2 separate regions of the Sus scrofa genome follow, and region 1 is linked to region 2. A link is a contact called in public Hi-C data. All regions are on one chromosome and are shown on one strand. Each heading gives the region's core, a stretch centred on a gene start, on an enhancer-like site or on the middle of the called end of the contact. The rest is flanking DNA. Distances are from core to core; before and after follow the strand shown. Region 1 has its middle 77 kb from the start of NFIL3. Region 2 has its middle 69 kb from the start of SYK.

Region 1 (6,347 bases), core at 1,071-3,570, 510 kb before region 2:
GATCCAAACGGCCTGGTGCATCCTAGCTTGATGTCCATGTCCCGGGCAAATGATGTAGCCTCTGTTCAGAAATGGCTACAGGGATGAAATGAACAGTGCCCATCACCTTGTATAAGTTACGCAAATTTTGGCTGTTCTTTTTCTTCTTATTTTCTCTTTTCCTTTTTGAAAATCTTGTATCTGGGAGTTCCTATTGTGGCTCAGTAGGTTAAGGACCTGACATTGTCTTTGTGAGGATGCAGGTTCCACCCCTGGCCTTGGTCAGTGGGTTAAAGGACCCAGCGTTGGAGTTCCCATTGTGGCTCAGTGGGTTACAAACCTGACTAGTAGCCATGAGGATGAGGGTTCAATCCCTGGCCTTGCTCAGTGAGTTAGGGATCCAGCGTTGCCGAAAGCTGTGGTGTAGGTCACTGGTGAGGCTCGGATCCGAGGTTGCTGTTGCTGTAGTTGAGGCACAGGCCTCAGATGCAGCTCCGATTTAACCCTTAGCCTGGAAACTTCTGTATGCTGAGGGTATGGCCCCATGAAGACAAAAAAACAAAACAAAACAAAACAAAACAACGAAAAAACAAAAGACTCAAGAGTTTCCAAAAGCTACAGCACTGATTTGTTCTCTACCCTGGGAAAGTCCATGTGTTGCAGGTGCTGCCTAAGGGAAAATAAAAGCTTATATTTGGATAAGACTTCTGAGTTTGACATGAACTCTCTTATTTTGATGCTAATCCTCACTAGAGTAAGAAAGGAAATTTATCATTATCTCCATTTTATGGACAAGAGGACTGAAGTTAGGGAAATTAAACTAGCTCAGCAAAAACACACACCTGCAAATAGCAAAGCAGGACATTGATCCCAGGTCTTGGACACAAGCATGCTATTCTTTACAGCATTCATTTTCCCAAAAACTATTGATGAAACAGTATGTGCCAAGTGCTGTGCCAAGCACTGAGGATGCAAAGCCTCTGAGTTAGAGGAAGTGCATGAGAAAAAGAGACGGGTCCTGTGTTACAGGGTCCAGTGCAGCACCCTTACTGATACTGCTATTCCTCTAACTCAGCTGAGGTTTCAGGGAAGGGGATGCTTAAGACAAGGACTAGAGGGATTTGGAAGAAGTCAGACAGAGTAGCTAAAAGATGAAGGAAGTCCAAGAAAAATAATAAGCATGATGGCAGGGAGGATAGAACAGCTTGCAGCATTTGGAGAAACAACAAGGAACACAGAGTGGCCAGAACTCAGACCCTGGAGGGGGCTGGAGAGGCAGTAACAGGAAGAGCAGTCCGGGTGGGCTTCCCTGAGATGCTGGGAGTCACACCTTTGCAGCTCGAAGTGGGCAGGGAAAAGGCTTTGCGCTGTGCATGCAAAGCACCATGGGGAGGAGTTTGGGGTTTTTGTTTTTTGTTTTTCTGGGTTTTTTTTTTTTTTTTTTTTTTTTTTTTTTTTTTTTTTGTCTTTTGAAACCTGCACCCGCAGCATATGGAGGTTCCCAGGCTAGGGGTCCAATCGGAGCTGTAGCCACCCGCCTCCACCACCACCACAGCCACTCGAGATCCGAGCCACGTCTGCTCACAGCAATACCGGATCCTGAACCCACTGAGCAAGGCCAGGGATCGAATCCACATCCTCATGGATACTAGTTGGGCTTGTTAACCGTTGAGCCACAAAGGGAACTCTGGTGTTTGGGGTTTTTAGACTTTCCCCCTGGATGCTCAGATAGTCCTTTTAGCACTCAGAGTTAAATGCTTCTCCCAAGCATATCATCCTCTGTGTAATTACTGCCTTTCTCCTCCATCCTCAGGTCGGATCCCTTGTTCAGCTTCTGTGGTGATGGTTGGGGCACTGCGAGTCCCGCTATAATGGGCAGACTGGCGACCTCACATGTCCACCCCTGGGCCCTGTGCTAAGGGGACAGCGTGGCGACAAACGGGGTGGTCCTCAGGGGTTCTGGCTGGTGACCTGTAGCCCAGGGCAGAGCCAAGCCCTCGTAAAGTGCCCGAGGGAGACCCCTGTGGCGATGCCCTGGAAGCAGCTGGATGTTTGCATCTGGAACTTAGAAGAGAGGCCAGGGCTGGGGGTGGAGGGCAGTTTTGTCACACGGTGTTTTGGAAAGAGAAATGGGTCTCTCCAAGTCCCTCTACTGCGACCTGTCGTTTCCAACCCCTGCCCTTTCCATACCAAAGTCTTCCCCACCCATCCTGCCCCAATCATAGAGAAAGAGAGACAAAGGAGTTAATGAGATGCCTTGTATTGGATGCAGGTTTTAGGGAGGCATGATATTCTGACAGTTGAGCTTGATGGCTATATTTCCATCCCAGCCTTATTTCTTGGTGGGTTATGCAATACTTTCCCCTTAAGGTTCCACATTAGCTAACTGGCCATTTTAGCACAGCCCTGTAAGAATATAAACATTTAGAGAATTTTTTGCAATGACAAGAAGAGATAATATGTGTGAAGCCAGTGAGCTAGTTATGTTTAGGAAAATCACCATGGGATTTCAGATGATGCATTGATGTAATGCGATTGGTGGTTTATGAAAATTCTTTTAGACTAACCTCGGCCATATAAGCACAACCACATTCCTTGCTAGTGAATAGCAGGCCGGGCCCAGTGGAATCATTTTTTAAAAATTCCATTATTAACCTTCCACTTTCTACCTCTCAAGGGAAGAGGGGGCTGGGACGGGAGGGAAGAGAACTTCACAGTGAAATTTTCTGTGGGAGCTGTTTGAGGCTACAAGTAGTAAGAGGGAAAATCCAGAAATAGTTTCGGAAATTAGTCATCTGTCTTCAAACTGGGTTCGGTTACAGTGTTGTGTTCCACAGAACTTCTTTATAGAGCTTTTTAAATAGTGGAAATCTGGAAAGATTAATAATCACTTGTAGAAGGGCCAAAAGGTCCGGTTTCATGTCCAAAAGCAAGAGGGAAAAAAGCTCCCATTTGCTAATACTGTCAAAATAATTCCCATGATAGAAAATTATGTTCTGGGAACTGAGAAAACATCTTGAATTTCTCTACATTTACTAGGGTTTTTTTTTTTTTTTTCTGATGCAAAAAGCCAGTAATTAGGTTATACTAGATGATGCTTAGCATTGCTTATTTAAATGTATCATCTATTAAAAGCATTTTCCAGCACACACAAACACAAACATTATGAAGTTATCCATTAATGTCTATCCAATTACTTTAAAGTGTACTAAAATGAATTAAAATGGGAAAAAAGTAGTATCCAAATATTTCTATTCCTATTACTCTGCCAACTTACTATCATGATTATTTTAAGACAGTTCTTTTTCTCTTTGATGCTCTATTAAAATGTAGCACTTAGAGGATTTCCCGTCATGGTTCAGTGGAAACAAATCCAACTAGTATCCACGATGGACTTGGGTTTGATCCCTGGCCTCGCTCAGTGGGCTAAGGATCTGACGTTGCTGTCGTTTGTGGTGTAGGTCATAGATGCAGCTCATTAGCTCTGATTTGATCCCTAGCCTGAGAACCTCCATATGCCCCGGGTGTGGCCCTAAAAAGAAGAAGAAGAAGAAGAAGAAGAAGAAGAAGAAAAAAACCAAGAAAAGAAAAAAGAAGTGAGAAGGAAAATAAAAGCAAAGTAACCTATGGAATCATAACAAATCAGCACTGTCAGCCCTAGAGAAATCTCCTGCTTAATTTAAGGCTACATCAAACTTTCCTGCAAACCTCCTTCCCTTCTGATGTTGTAATCTTCAGGTGTATGACATATTGATGAAAAGTTTTTTTCATCTAAGGAAACAGGTTCAGAGAGCATCGTGCAGTTAGTTTGAAGGCGCTTCTAAGAATTTAAAGGGTAGACTCTCCCAACAATATACCAGGGGGAGCTACTATGGTACAGGCAGGTAGACACACAGGTTGCTGAACCACATCTGTGTCAGCTGGGTGCTCCTAGTTGCAAGTTACAGAATACTCTAAAGGGTTTAGGCCAGTAGAAGCTGCTTATTAAGTCATCAGGTTAAAATGCAGAAATGGACCAGCAGGTCTTAGCGGACCCCTGATCCTGAATCTCCAGCCAGCTCCAGGTAGTGTTGTTACTGCCGGCCTATGGGCCACACTTTGAGCAGCAACCTTTAAAAAACAGGACATAACTGTCTGGTACACCAAGAAGTCTGGAGACATTCCCAGGTTGGTGCAGCAGCTCGAGATTTCAACAAGAACCAGACTCACCCCATCTCCCCTCCTGCCATCCTCTGTGGGGGCTTCTCTGTTCCTGGTGGTAACTTCCCCATACCTCAATACTACAGATTTCTCCATCATCCCCCTGCCTTTTTGTCTTTTTAGGGCCATACCCATGGCAAATGGAAGTTCCAAGACTAGGGGTTGAATTGGAGCTGCAGCTGCCACCTACGCCACAGCCACAGCAACATGGGATCCGAGCAACATCTGCAACCTACACTGCAGCTCAAGGCAACACTGGATCCTTAACACACTGAGAAGGACCAGGATGGAACCCATGTCTTCATGCATGCGAGTCAGGTTCTTTACCACTGAGCTGCGAAGGGAACTCCCCATCATTTCCCCTTTTGGTTGCAAATCTTTCAATAGAAAATACTCATGATCAAAGTATTTGTCCCTTGATACTGGGATGCTGGCTTCTACCCTAGATTCAGAAGATGTCCTGTGATGCTAGGCCATTTTTATATTCACCTAGTCATTCACATAGGGGGGAAAACTAATCAGATCTCATGAGTAGGCTCAGAGTTATATGGATAGAGAAATACTGTATAGGCCATACATTTTATCACTTATACTCAATTGTCTCACTAGCATTGTCCATGTGCTTTTAGCTGTGGACCGAAAACAAGCAGTGATGCGTCATGAGTATTTACTCCGTGGTAATTCTACCAGATGGTCTTCTTTTCCTTCTGAACATCAGGGCAAAAGTGTGGCTAACACAATAATTTTCATAAGTGCAGACTTCAATGAACAGAACTAGAATTTCACGTCTGTTGAAGCATAAACTTTTTCTCTAAAATTGCCTTCAACTCCACTGAACCCAGCCAAACCAAGGCTAATTTGTTTCCAAAATAAGTCTGCTCCATGGACCACATAGGCTCCTCCACATTCACTCAGGTGTCATTCCTCAGATGGAGTCTCACACTAAATTCCCAAAAGGCTCCCAAGAAATCCATGCCAACAGCCTGCCAGCCAATTCTGCGTTGGTGGATTTCGCTTTTCTAAAAGCCCCTCAAATATCAAGATTCCTGCACACGCCAGGAGATAATCTTTCCCATTCACCTGATAAAACTGCTCAGAACTCAAGGGTCTCCAGTTTCTGGAGGAACGAGGCAGAGAGAGAAGAAGAATATTTCAGTTCTGACCAGAAGGGTAATTTCTCAAATTGCTCTAAGTCATAAGCAGCTTGAGAGGAAGAACGTGCCTGTATCTGGAAAGCACAGATCAAACCCAGTAACATTCCAGACAAAATAAAACATAAGCATTATAACCATATTCACCAGTTCACTCAGTAATGAATCCTTTTGTTAATTTTCATGAAATTGTTAAGAAACCATTGAACAAAACTTCCCACCTTGACCAGAAAAGATAATAGCTGCTCACATGAATCATCTCACAACAGGAGGCCTAATAAGGTCTTTCCCAAAAAAACTGTCAGACTGGAGTTCCTGTTGTGGCTCAGAGGAAACAAATCCAACTAGCATCCATGAGGATGTAGGTTCGCTCCCCGGTCTCGGTCAGTGGGTCGAGGAGCTGGCATTGCTGTGAGCTGTGGTGTAGCTTTCAGGTGCAGCTCACATCTTGTGTTGCTGCAGCAGTGGTGTAGGCCAGCAGCTGTAGCTCTGATTCTACCCCTAGTCTGGGAACTTCCATATGCCAAGGATGCGGCCCTAAAAAGCAAGCAACCAAGCAAAAAACCAAAAAACTAACTGGGAGAATTTGGGAGGGACCAATAGGAGGGAGGAGAAAACCAACCTCCCAGAATCCTTGGCGCTGGAATCCATCTTGGCTGAGAGATGTGCATGCCACTAAGAAGGACCCTGAGTGAGACCAAATATGCACCAAGCAAGGTGACTGGCCAGGGGCAACCTAGAAACTAAATCCATTCTCATAAAACCCGAGACTGTAAGCCACATGGTGGAGCAGTTCTCCTGTGTTCCATTGTCCTGTTGCTCTCCATCCCCGGAGCCCCTTCCCAATAAAAATCTTTAACTTAGCGCAGGTATCTTCTGGGACAATTCATTTCAGAGCTTACTCTTGGGCCCTGGAAGGGGTCTCCCTCCTGCAAACAAAGTCATCAGCCTTCTGTTAGGATTCTTTAATTTCTTACCCAGTTCAGCAGTACAATCTGAAATTTATCAGAGACCTGT
Region 2 (6,668 bases), core at 1,544-4,043:
ACGTAGCAACAAAGCACTGGGAAGAAGTCCAGCCGGCCGGCCGGGGGGATGCTGGCCGCCCTGCTAGGTGCGCGCTCAGCTCCATCTCAGGGCGCAGGTCCAGGCTCAGGAAGGAACAGAACGTGACTCCTGCTTGAAAGGACTTACAGCCGAATGTCCGTAAAACACATGCCTCCAATTGGATGGTACATCGTGTTACAGGCACTGTGAGAGCTGAGGGAATGTGAGGGAGTGGGCGGGCGGCAGTGGAAGGAGGGAAAGATTTATGGGGAGAGAGGCGTGGGGTGACTTTCCAGTTGGGAGAGCACAGGCCAGAGAGGGAGGCCAGAGCGGGCAGAGCCAGGCGGGCAGAGCCGGGGTGAGCAGGGCCAGGCGGGCGTGAAGGATGCCTTCCCGCCAAGGACCCCGGGGCACACACCGGGTCACGTGAACAGGTTTCTGTGCTGCAGGAGTGCTGCGCATCTCATTTTATTTTTCAGTTTGGGCTTTTAACTTTTTTCTTTTCTACTGCAGTTGGTCACAAGACATTGGATATAGTTCACCTTTGTGGCTTCTCGACTTGATACGGAGTCCTATGGATCTGTTAACCCCAAACTCCTCATTACTCTCTCTCCTCCTCCCGTATCCCCCTTTGGTAACCATCAGTTGGCTTTTTATGCCTGCGAGGGTGTTTCTGTTTTGAGAATAAGTTCATTTGTGTCATATTTTAGCTTTCACATCTAAGTGAGACTGCATGGTGTTCGCCATTCTCTTGCTGATTTACCTCATTTACTATGATCCTTATATGATTTCGGACCACCAAGAGGGGACGGCAATCAACACAGATTTCCCTAAGAATTCAGCCACAGACTCTTCTGCAGAGCAGAACACAGGAGGCGGGGGTCATTGCCTTAAAATGCCTTGGAGCCATCCACGTGCCAAAGATCGTTGCAGAAAAAGATTTCCTCCTGTAGCGCTCCTGTTTGTATGGTCAAGGACTTGCCTTAGAGGGTAAAGGGCTGAGTCAAGTGCTAAGGGGATGAAAGGGATGAGGGAACACATCTTATTTCATCATCCTCTCTGTGGTTGCAAAGAGAACACATACAGTAAAATCTCCGAATCCAGCCATGTAAAAACAGGAACAGGTGTTCTCGTCATGGTTCAGCAGGTTAAGAACCTGACTAGTATCCATGAGGATGTGGGTTCGATCCCTGGCCTCGCTCAGTGGGTTAAAATCCTGCATTGCTGTGAGTTATGGTGTAGGTTGCAGATGCAGCTCAGATCTGGCATGGCTGTGGCTGTGGCATACGCTGGCAGCTGTAGCTCTGATTCGAACCCTAGCCAGGGAACTTCCATATGCCTTGGGTGCAGCCCTAAAAACAAAACCAAAAGACGACAAAATAGGAACAAGTGCATATTGACCACCTGCTCTGTGAATGGCAGCTCTGCTCATGTGGGAGCAGGTCAGGCTGTATTTGTGTGGCAGCAGCAGGCTCTGTGCTGGGCCTGTGGTCTGGTGACTCCCCCTGGACCATCCAAAGAGGCCAGGCCCATGCTTGGCCCTGTGTTATAGCCATGCCCCCGACCCTGGCACAGGGCACCCCCATTAGGGTCCACGTGGATTGACAGCCCTTCGGCCCTCCAACCTGGGAATCCCGGGCAAAAGCACAGTGGCAGTTGCCCTTACGCTTTGGAACCCAGTCCTGGAGTTGTCCCCCAGGTGCTGGACTCATCACGCAGGGCTAGGCTCCTTAGATGCCTGGGAAGTAAAGTGTGAGGAGCCTCCACCCTCTGTGGTAAAAGCTTGCCTCTCCTTCTCCAAGCCCTTCCACAGCCTGTGCCTAAGTTCCAAGTCTAACCTCACCCTCTCATGCTGCAGAAACACGGGATAAAATGTGATGCCCTGGTCAGAATATAAAAGCTTACTTCCCGAGCCAAATCTCCCCAGGTGTGGACTGGAACTTTCCTGGAGGCGCTGTGGTGAGAGGGTTAGGACTCAACTCCTGAGCATAGTCGCTGGAAACACTTTGTAGCAGTCAGCCCTAGTGCAGGGGGAACTGGTGGACAAAGCACATTCATTCGGGGTCAAAATCCACACCCTCTGTGTAGTGTTACCTGTGGGTCAGTTGTCACTTAACTAGAAGGAGGTGAGAAAAGATGCAGAAATGCATCTCTTTTTCCCAGCCTAGAAGTGTCACCGGTCACTTGACATTTTTCCAGTATCTGGGGGCATGTTGATGAGGTGGCTCTTCTTTGGCTTTGCTCTGTGTCCGGGAATCCAGACATGACAGCTCAGCCCTGCAGTGGAATTTCCTCTGCTTCCTGAGGCTCGATGACCCAGGAGGAATGGAGCAGAGAGGGCTCCGAGCAAGTGGTTATGAGATCCATGGCTCAGTCCACACCTATTTTGAGGACCTAGTTGCTTCCCCTGTAAAACAGGGTGGATTAAATCAGAGATACTCTGTGCTACCTCCTTAGAACCAAACCATGTTGACTCTGTAGTAAATTCATAGATTCCAGTCGTTCTCTTAATCAAAAGCCTGGACCTCGGAGTTCCTGTGTGGCTCAGAGGGTTAAGGATCCAGCATTGTCACGGCTGTGGCTCCGGTTCTATCCCTGGATCTGGAAATCCCGCATGACGCAGGCACGGCCAAAAAAAGAAAGAAAGAAAGAAAGAAAAGCCTGGACTATTTGAGCCCAAATTAAGCAGCTTGAGTATTTTTGTTGTCTGGGTGGCCTTCTCCAGGAATATGTGATGTGCCTTTCATTTCCCAAGGACTGTTGGCTGGAAATGAACAAGCCTGGATGAGGGGCACTTCCAGCTCAAACATGCAGCATCCAGATCAATGAGCCCACCTCAAGGTCAAGCCAGTGGGCACGAGCCCACGGCAGGCAGATCTTTTAACAGGAGGACAGAGAGAAACATTTAAATTCCTCTCAGCTGGCCAATACCTAATGGCAAAGATCAGAAATTGCTTCCCTGAATCGAGTAGCCAGCTGCCAACTACTTACTTCGAAAATAAATCACTTGCTACATCTTTTTACACACGCCGAAATGTGATTTCCAATACTGCATCCAGTTGGCGACTTTCAGGCTTTTGTGAAAATAAGCAGAACCTCAGTCACTGTCAGCAGGACTGGTGAGCTCATGCCCAGGTGTTAGGCTGCCACCTAGTGGACACTTGGGAAATGGCCGCACACAGCGCCTGTCCAGAGGCAAAGGGCACCCTAAGCATCAGCCTTGTCCGTGGGAGGGGCCCCGGGGACCCGCTGCCTTCCTGCCACAGTCAGGGTCAGGCCACCTAAACTAGAGACTTGACACAATGGTCATCCCTCTTGTCTCTCCCGTCTTTTTCTTCCCTCTTACCTCTTAAGAGAGGCATGATAGAAGATAAGATGTATATATGCATATATGTACATGTGTATATATATGTACTTTTTTTCTCATCACACACATATATATATGACTGGGTGACTTTGCTGTACAGCAGAAATTGGCACAACATTGGAAATCAACTATATTTTAATTTTTTAAAAAAAGAGGTTTAACCCAATAAAATAAACCCCCTCTGAGTCAGGTGGCAAGGTTTTTACTTGGAAAGAACTCTAAAAAATTACCCTGGGCATGGACCTGGCACGGGTAGCCTCAATCCAGCGGGTCAGGTTTACACCGTTAGATTCCTGAGAGCAGGCCCCTCCGCCTGAGGGTTTCAGCAATAACACTCACCTGGGGACTGTGATTCTGCCCTTCACCCACCCCACCCTGTCCCCAGTTCATTAGGTCATTATAACAGTGTGCCCAGGGCCCAGCACAACCTGACCGAGTTGTCACTTGCTGGCTTCAGAAGGAATCACCCATCTGCCAGGGGAGGGGGTACCCTCCCGAACATGACACTGCACAGAGCTGCCATCCCACACACCCAGGTGGACCTAGAGCTGGTGCCCATGGGCCTTGTGGACATGGTCCTCAACCAGGACAGCCGTTGGTGCCCGTGAGCCTTGTCACACAGCTTGAGATACAGGCTGACAACCTTGTAGGCCCAAAGGATGGGGGCTCTGCGCAGCAGGAACCCAGGCTCTTCTCCTGGCTCAGGCCTCGGGAAGTGGCATAGTGCCAGAGTGAGCAGAAGTGGACAGGCAAGGCGACATGCAGTGGAGTCCTGGGGACAATCGGACATCAGCTACCAGTATCTAAGCTGCATGTGCCCTCTGACCCCATACCAGTCCACACTCCCTGCAGCACAGTTATGCAGGTATGAATCGTGTGTGCACTGGGTTCTTTGGAGGACCTCGAGGCAGGCAGTCCTTCAGGAAGCCAACTCTGATGGAGTGTGGGGGCCGGTGTTTGTCAGCAAGGGCTGCAGAGTTCACATCCATCAGGAATGGCCAGAGGAAGGGGCATGGCAGTTTTCGGGGCTCGCATGGCCCAGCAGAGCTGTCCCAGGTGGGCCAGACTCACACAAACCTGGACAGCCCATCTGGATGGACACCCATCCCGAGCCGCCCTCATGAAGCTGCCAGGCCCTTAAACTTCCCACTGGACGAATTCTGGCCCCTGGGGAACCCGAGCTATGACTTCAGGCCCTGGGAGCCCCTCTGATGACAGTGCATGAGCCTGTGGTCTCCCTTCTGTAACTTCCAAGTATATTCACATGATCTACTCTTTCAAAAGATCCTGGACTAGACAAGATTCAGACCCCATAGAACTCGAGGTGCTTCTGTACCCCCAGCACCCTGAACATCCAAGGAACATCTTTCTTCTGAAGGCTGCACATCAGACTCACCCAGGGGCTTTCAATGTTGTCATTACTCAGGCAGCAGCCCAGACCCAAAGAGACCTTGGGTGTTGTCTTTTGCTGGTCATCCTGAAAGTCACCTAGGGACACAGGGTCATGGCATTTGAGGCTGAGATCTCCCAGATTCTTCTGAAGGAAGCCCGGACCTCACAGGTTCCTCTGAGTCATCCTGGGCTGACAACAGCTTCTGACGCCTTCTCAGGCCTTCCCTTGGCCTATTTATCAGACTCTGCAGACCGAGAGGAAGCAAAGGAGGCATTTCAGTTCCATGTCATTCCCCAATTTGCTGAGTCCACACAGACAGGCTGGTCATGACATTGACCTCTCCATGTTCAAGATTTCCCTGTTCTTCCATGAAAAACTTGGAATCCGAATCACAGAAAAATGATGAGATTTAATAGTCAAAACCACCAAGTCAGATTCCTATCAACCAAGACAATTCAAGACCTTCCGTCTTCACTGAGCCATTTGGGGACTGCTGGTGCTCCCCAGAGAACTGTCCTGGCAACATTCAACGACCCATCTGAGAAAACATCAGTCAACGCCACAAGCCTCCAGTGGAGAAACCCAACCTCCTGGAACCCAGATGCAGCTCTGATCCTTAATTTCTTGTTCTAGGACCCCACATGGTTTTGAGTCCCCTAGGTCAGGAGCACCAGTGATGGGTCACACAATGGGGACAGGTTGCACTTTTAAAGACTGTCCATGCCCAGGCACCCTCAGTCCTTATTCCAAATCAAAGCAATCGTGCTCTGGGAAGGGAGCCTGGGCTTCAGTCTGTTTAAGGTTCCTGCTGACTCTACTGTGCAGTCAGGCCAGGGAGCCAGGGGTATAAGACAGAGACGTCTGGGTTGGCCTCTTGGCTGATGCTCCTTTCTGAGCCATGGCCTTTCCGTTTGTAAAATAGGAGTTAATCATCATAGCCATCTCAAAAGGTCATTGTTTTCAGACTTAAGATAGAAAATATCCCTGAAGAGGGAGTTCTCTCTCTCTCTCTCTTTTTTTTTTTTTTTTTTTTTTTTGTCTTTTTGTCATTTCCTGCGGCATATGGAGGTTCCCAGACTAGGGGTCTAATCGGAGCTGTAGCCACCAGCCTACACCAGAGCCACAGCAACGCGGGATCCGAGCTGCATCTGCGACCTACACCACAGCTCACGGCAATGCCGGATCCTTAACCCACTGAGCAAGGGCAGGGATCGAACCCGCAACCTCATGGTTCCTGGTCAGATTCGTTAACCACTGCGCCACAACGGGAACTCCAGGAGTTCTCTTAACAGTGGGTTAAGGACCCAACATAGCGTCCGTGAGGGTTTGATTCCTGGCCCCCCTCAGTGGGTTAAGGATCCAGTGTTGTTATGAGCTGTGGTGTAGGTCACAGATGTAGCTGGGATCCTGCGTTGCTGTGGCTGCAGCTGCAGCTCTGATTTGATGCCTAGCCTGGGAACTACCATATGCTGCGGGTACGGCCCTAAAAAAGAAAAGTTCAGGTTCCACTGAGGAAGTGCCTGCAGATGTAGAAATATGCCACCTGTTCCTTGTGGACCTACCTCTTGCCAGACTTGGGGCTTCCCAGCACCGGCCCCACCCTCTCACTCCAGAGGGGCCAGAACAGGGGCCAATCTCCACGAGGTGTAGGAAAAGCAGACCTTCCCTTGTTCACCGAAATGCTTGGCTCTTACAGAGATGGCAGGGACAGTGCATCAGGCCCAAGGTCCATGCCAATGAGTGGGGAAGCCGGTTCTGCACACTTTGGGCTGAAGTGGGAAAAGCAGTGATCAAGTTGATTGATAACAGAAAGAAGAGTATTCAACATCCAAGAAGGTCCGATTAAAAAAAAAAAAGACACAGACACCTGTTTGACACAGAGTCTCTCTCTCTCTCATACACACACGC

What was found. A called contact is a pair of places that touch in the nucleus more often than the background predicts.
Region 1: a contact with region 2 is called in a Hi-C map of embryonic fibroblasts, with 4 times the contacts expected there. The contact joins two enhancer-like sites. A contact is called at or near these places in 1 of 47 Hi-C or Micro-C datasets (embryonic fibroblasts) and 1 of 2 datasets of contacts at active chromatin or transcription factors (alveolar macrophages).

What each region holds. Positions count from the first base shown.
Region 1 is chr14:2,677,829-2,684,175 of Sscrofa11.1, reverse strand. No RefSeq gene overlaps it. Among named protein-coding and RNA genes, the nearest start is that of NFIL3, 77 kb to the right of the region's middle. Within about 2 kb of position 2,320, at least 15 of the 83 cell types and tissues checked have an H3K27ac peak or open chromatin away from gene starts, as enhancers often do. A contact at or near this core is called in embryonic fibroblasts, where this site is marked.
Region 2 is chr14:2,169,051-2,175,718 of Sscrofa11.1, reverse strand. No RefSeq gene overlaps it. Among named protein-coding and RNA genes, the nearest start is that of SYK, 69 kb to the right of the region's middle. Within about 2 kb of position 2,793, at least 7 of the 83 cell types and tissues checked have an H3K27ac peak or open chromatin away from gene starts, as enhancers often do. A contact at or near this core is called in embryonic fibroblasts, where this site is marked.